Linked DNA regions of Monodelphis domestica: region 2 is linked to region 1. The links are chromatin contacts, called in public Hi-C maps. All regions are on one chromosome and are shown on one strand. The core of a region is the stretch at or near the end of the contact, and the rest is flanking DNA. Distances in the headings are between cores, read along the strand shown. Region 1 holds the start of VEGFA (vascular endothelial growth factor A). Region 2 has its middle 88 kb from the start of TMEM63B.

Evidence for each region. Hi-C and Micro-C count contacts between places; a contact is called where the count stands out from the background.
Region 2: a contact with region 1 is called in a Hi-C map of limb, with 10 times the contacts expected there. The contact joins the enhancer-like site here to the promoter of VEGFA in region 1. A contact is called at or near these places in 2 of 2 Hi-C or Micro-C datasets (limb and spleen and liver).

The regions. Positions count from the first base shown.
Region 1 is chr2:287,142,627-287,145,740 of mMonDom1.pri, forward strand. It overlaps VEGFA (vascular endothelial growth factor A), which reads left to right and starts at 1,659. Exons shown (of 7, transcript XM_056818301.1): 1 at 1,659-2,777. The coding sequence starts at 2,712.
Region 2 is chr2:287,909,619-287,912,543 of mMonDom1.pri, forward strand. No RefSeq gene overlaps it. Among named protein-coding and RNA genes, the nearest start is that of TMEM63B, 88 kb to the right of the region's middle. Within about 2 kb of position 1,538, at least 1 of the 2 cell types and tissues checked has open chromatin away from gene starts, as enhancers often do. A contact at or near this core is called in limb, where this site is marked.

The DNA of each region.
Region 1 (3,114 bases), core at 409-2,908:
TATAACTGCAGAGTAGAAACTGGAGAATCTCAGTCTTGGACTCTTGGTTGGGGTGTGTGTAGGGAGGAATTTTGGGTAGCCGTGGTGTGTAAACGTGCTGTAGCTCTGGTGGGTTAAGCCTGAATCATCACGTCGGGCCCAGGCTGGGCTTTCCATCAGCCTTGTGCCCATGCCAGTCCCCACAGCCCCATGAACAAGGGCCTCTGTTTCCTCAGCAGCTTCTTCCTCCCAGCTGAGCCAGACTCTGCAGACAGTCTGGTGTGGACGTGGGCTCCAACAGCTCTGCTTCCCCTCAGGGTCATGCTTGTAGTCAGCTTATCCCCAGCAGGCCTTGATTCCATCCAAACTTTGCCATCTTCCAAGAAGGCTGCCTGTATTCATCCCACAGGAATCAGCCCCTGACTCTCTGCTCTGATGTGACAGGGCCTGAGCCATTCCTGTTATTTTGCACGGATAATGCTTCCTATTAGTTCCAGGCTGGGAGTTCTTCAAAGGGCAGGGGTCCTTGTTCTCCCCCATCAGTCTTTAAAATCTTTCAGGCCGGAAGAACCATATCTCCTTTCTGGGCCTCTTTCTTTAGCACCTCCATTACAGGACGCTGTGTTTGAGTCCACCCCATCAATAACCATGCTGCTGGATGTAGAGGAAGTAGGCACTTTTAAGGGCAAATTACTTTCTCCAAAACTAAATTCCATCGGTAACCCCCCACCTAACAAGGAAGGACTCAGGCCGCCCTGGGGCTAGAGCTTCAGGGTCTCCCGTCTGTAGCCACTAGGCGGCACTCTTTCACCATGACCAGCTTCCATTAGCCAGGTGAACTTGGGAGAAAATGGGTAGCCTGCCTCTCCTTCCTTTCTCGCCCCCTTCCATTCCCATCTCTGTTTACTGGGGGTGGGGAGGAAACGTGGGGTGTGTAGGAAGTCAGAGGTTACTTCAGGGTTCCCCCTGATTATGACTGTAGTTTTACGCTGCCACAAATCTCCAGCAAAGTGGGAAGGATATTTGACTGCCCCTGGCCCTGCATAACCCTAAAATCTCCCCTCCCTCTGCCTTCTTCCCCTACCCCTAACTCTGCCAGAGAGAGAGGGAGAGAGAAAACACTGAATTTCTAGGGGTCGCAGCTAATTCTCAGCTTTATTTTTTTATTCATTCATTTATTTATTCATTTGTTTGTTTTTTTTTATTTATTTTGGTGTGTGGGGGGAGACAAAAGGACCCTGTTTTCCCAACCTCAACAGGTTTCTTGGGGGAGGGGAAGGGAGTGGGGAAAGTCGGAACTCTAACTTTATTGCCTCCCCACCTGTAGGGAAGTCCCCTAATGAAAGAAGGGTGTCTCTTCAATACACAGATTTCTATAACGCTAAGGCTGATATAGAAGGGGTGGGGAGACCCTCCCCCTCCCCCCAACCTCTTACAGTAGCAGGAAAGGAATCAGGTAATAGATTGGTAGGGGTCTAGGGAGAAGGGGTTACTAGACATGGAGGAATAAACGAAATGGCTTTTTATTTTCATTTTTTTTTTATTCCACTTGGAGGTTGGGGAAGGGATAGCTTGGAGAGAGAGAGGAGGCGGGGAAGGTGTTGGGGGGAGGGTAGGGGCGGAGCTAAAAAAAGCCTGAGGGGCGCAGATAGAAGGAGGCGGTCCTGTAAGGCCAGTTAAATTGACCGAGAGGCGGAGAAACGGCCAAGAGAGCCGGGTACAGACAGCGAAGGGAGAAGGAAGGACGAACGACATATTCCCCTGTCTGCACATTGCGCTTGACTGTTGGGGTTGCTCTCGTTAGCTTCTCAGTTTTCTTTCGCCGTCTTCTCTTTTTTAAAATTTATTTCCAATTCCCTCTTTCCTCGGTAAAATCAGGAGGACTTTTTTTTCTGGGGGGATTCCCCCCTTCCTTCTCTCTCAAATCACTCTCTGGATTTTGGAAAACGGCCGAGGGGGGGAGAAAGAGCAAAGAGTGAGAGGGAAAGCGAGGAAAGTAAGTGACCTCGGCTTTTTTTAGGAGACGGACTGCAGAAAGAGGACTGAGCCCTCCTTCTAGCTCGGAGTCCTGGGGACCCAGCAGCTCCGGGGCTGACACTTCTCTCACACCACCACCAGCCACCAAGCCAACCAACCGACAAGAGGGGGGACCCTCCTCGCACGCACACTTTCTCTTCTCCCCGGCTTCTGACGGCGGCGGGCTCGGCTGCAGGAGACCCGGAGCAGAACCCCGGTCAGCGGCTAGAAACGGGGTGGAGGGGCCAGGGGTACGAGAGTATGCACTGAAACTTTTTGGCCAACTTTTGGGCTGTTCTCGCTTGGGAGGAGCTGTGATCCGTACCGGGAGCGCCAAGCCGTGCCGAGCGGAGGGCAATACTCAGTCGGGCCCGGATCAGCAGCAGCAGCAGCAGCGGCGGCAGCAACTGCGGCAGCGACAAGAGGAGGAGGAAGAAGAAAAAGAAGAAAACGAAGAAGAGGTGCGGGGGCTGCGGGAGCGGCAGAAGCTCGGCTCTAGAGAGCCGTGCTCATGGACGGGTGAAGCCTTAGAGAGCACCGTGAGCACCCAGCCCGCTAGCGCGCCCCAGGCCCTGGCCCGGGCCTTGGCCCCGGGGAAAAAGGGAGACAGCGAAGAAGGCGCCGGGGGGACAAGGCCACCGACGCCGCCACCGCCGAAGAGCAAGAGAGGGAGAAGGAGTGAGAGCCTCACCGGCTCCGACCGGGCCTCCGAAACCATGAACTTTATGCTCACTTGGGTACACTGGTGCTTAGCCTTGCTGCTCTATCTCCATCATGCTAAGGTAAGCGAATTGGTGCTGGCACGGAGTGCTGGGTGGTGGTGGTGGTGGTGGTGGCGGCGGCGGCCAGTGTCCAGCAAGCCGGCGGGGGTGGTGGTGGAGGCACAGTCCCCGACAGGGAAGCATGGAGGGAAGCTAGGGAAACCAGAGGCAGGGGGCTTCTTTTCCTAGCCTTGGAAGTGGGTATGATGAAATCTGTGCCCCATTCGTGTTGGTGGGCACCGGGCATTAAAGAGTATCCCCGCCAAGTGTGGAGCGGGTAGAAGAGGGGGCGCGAGTTAGGTGGGAGAGCATCTGGGGTCTCGCCGCCCACGCGGGCCCTGCCCACCCACCAGAGCCA
Region 2 (2,925 bases), core at 288-2,787, 770 kb after region 1:
GTTCAGAGTGGTTAGAATATGATCTATAAAGAAAGCCATGTCCCAAAAGTCCCCTTCTGGTTCAGCTGAACCCCTGTCTTCTAACCCAGGCTGACCCCCTCAACTAGGTTTGGTCATTCTTGCTCATAGGTTATTGGGCAAGATTGGACAACATCTCCTCCATACTAGAGTAGAGTAAGAGGCAATAGATGGGTGAGGAACTCAAGGGACTGGGTTTTTAGTTCTAATGCAGGATCTGCCGATGACTGGGTAGGCAAATAATTTCTGTTCTCCAATTTGAGTTTCCTTCTCTGGAAAGTCAGTTGGTGGGATGAAATGGCTTCCAAAAGGTTCTTTATTAGCTCTAACATTTCATGACTTTGTTGGAGAAAAACTATAACACACACATCAGCACTTGGAGATGGATGAAGTGGCATTTTAACCTTATGCATTAAGACAGTCTGGAAGTGTTATGTGAGCCCACCAAGAACGACGCACTAAGTGCAAGAGAAGATTCCAAGGAAGCAGGGTCCTGGAGAAACTCACTCCAGTCTAGGAGCCTTCAGAGAGTGTGTGTGTGTGTGTGTGTGTGTGTGTGTGTGTGTGTGTGTGTGTGTGTAACCCTTTCAGCAGGCTGGTGAAGACTTTTCAGAATAATACTTTGAAATAATGAAAGGAAATCTTAAATTTCAGTTATTATGGTGAAGACGATTTTTTTTCTATTTTTTTCAGGGACATTCAAGTTCATTTATCTATCCACAGACTCTATCCAGTCCCCAGATTCGTGGGTCCAGGATCCTAACACAAGTTAAGAACCTCTTTGTAGGACTGTCAATATGCAGTCTGAATATGAACTCACGGATTGCCTTGGGGAGAGAGGATGTTAAAAGAGGAGGTAATTGGTGTCGGATGGTAGAGAATGGCCCAGAAAAGGTGGTGGGAGATGAGAGTGGGGAGAGAAGGGAGTGAATGAAAAGTAGTAAGGGAGGGGACCTAGGGCCTCGTAAAGGGATGAGAGATGATAGAGGAAGAGGGATACTTGGAGAAGGGAAGAGAGGGAGCGTGCAAAGTAGGGGCGCTAGGAAAGAAGGGGGTGCTCCCAAAGAGGAGGTGCTTAGGAGTATCAGCCAAAACGTGGTGGGACACTTGGGGAGGGAGGCAAGCCAGGAAGGGTCTGCTTGAAGGGAAGAGCAGAGGAGGATGTATGCAAAGGTCTTGGTGCACTTGAGACAGAGAGGGGAGAAGCGAGGTGCATGCAGAGAGATGGGGGTGCTGGTAGAGAAGTGCTCATGGGTGCAGCTGAGGCAAAGAACCCCATCACTACCCGTAGGCCCCAGGTCTCCTAGCCCGCCTAGAAGAGAAATGAGCTAGCTCCGAGGTAGCGGGGGGGGGGGGGGGGGGGGGGGGGGGGGGAGCAGAGGAAAGCTGCTGAGAGGAAAGACAGGAACCAAGAGCCCCGCGCGCCCGCGTGCCGGAGCGCGCGGTCATACACATACACACGCGTTCACAGACACCCCCCCTTGCGCGCGCCCTCGAGCCCGCGCGTGCGCGTTCTTGATGCCTTCCATGTGCGGCTCCTCCATTCGCTACGTGCAGAATGGTCCGTCGGCACCAGCTGCAGGGCCCGGGTGGGAGGGGGAGGTGGAAGTGGAGGGGGCGGAGCTTTCAGGTGGGGGGGAGGGAGGGAGGGGCTGCGGCGAGCTGCCCGAGAGGGAGGGGAGGGAAGGGAGAGCTCGGAGCCTGGGAAGGGAAGGAAGGCAGGTGGAGAGTCCTAGAAGGGGGGGAGTGAGAAGGAGTGAGAATAATTCCGCCACCCCCGCCCATCAGGTCCCTTCTAGGGAGGTCATTGCCCCCCTGTCTCCGTTCAGGGTCGCTCTGCCTCTACGTGGGAAAGAGGGGGAAGGAGCAAGCAGAAGATGGGGGGGGGGGGCGATGCTCTCCCAAGGGAACCTTATCCTGACTCCCAACTCTCCCTGTGAGGATACAAGGGGTCCTTTTCAGTCCTACCCCCACCTCATGTGGTTTTTGGACGTTTGGGCCAAGAAAAGCTAGGAATAATGGTCCTGGGGGGTGATGGGGGAAATAATTTGGGGAAGGAGAAAGGAGGCATGTGTGTTGGGGTGAAAAAGAGGACAACTGGTGGCATTCTTGGGCTCTGAAGCTGAAGGCCACCTCAACGATCCAGCCCCTTCATTTTATAGATTAGAAAGCATAAGACCAAAAACAAGCATTTATTAAGCGCCTACTGTGGGACAGACACTTGGGAATACAAAGAAAGGCAAGAGATAGGCAGGCCCTGCTCTCATGGAGCTCCCAGTCTAATGCACTATAAAGGTTATAGTCCCCCAGGTCGAGGTCATACAAAAGAAAAACAGCAAGTGATTGATGAGGGGAGAGGGGGGTCTCTCCTATGCTTCTGATCCAGGCTGTCTCCAGTCCCTTAGGAGGCTGTTTTTAATTACCCCCAAAATACAAAGCCTCTACTCCCACCATCAATAATGAGGCTGAGGAGCCCAGGTTCTAGTCTCAACTCTGCTCTGAATTTGCTCTGTGACTTTGGGCAAAGCATTTACCTTTTCTTTGCCTCTGTTTCCCCATCTGTAAAATGAGAGAATGTGACCAGATTGTTTCTAAAGGCTCTTCCAGTTTAGAAAAGTCTAGATTCAGTATCCCTCTCTCCATCTGCCCTGTGTGTAGAAGTAGGACATCCTTGCCTTATACGAGGCAGAAAGAGGATCCTTCCAACCCCGAATGACTACTGGACATAGTCTGCCTGGACACAACCAAGGTCATGAACACAGCCTAGAGGTATAATGGAGCTGAACTTAGATTTAGCAAAGCTCCAACTTTGTTTCTAGCTTCCATTGACACACACAGCGGCTCAGATATCATGTTTCCAGCAGCAGAGGGATACCTGGCATCACAACATCCACACCATAGCCCTTC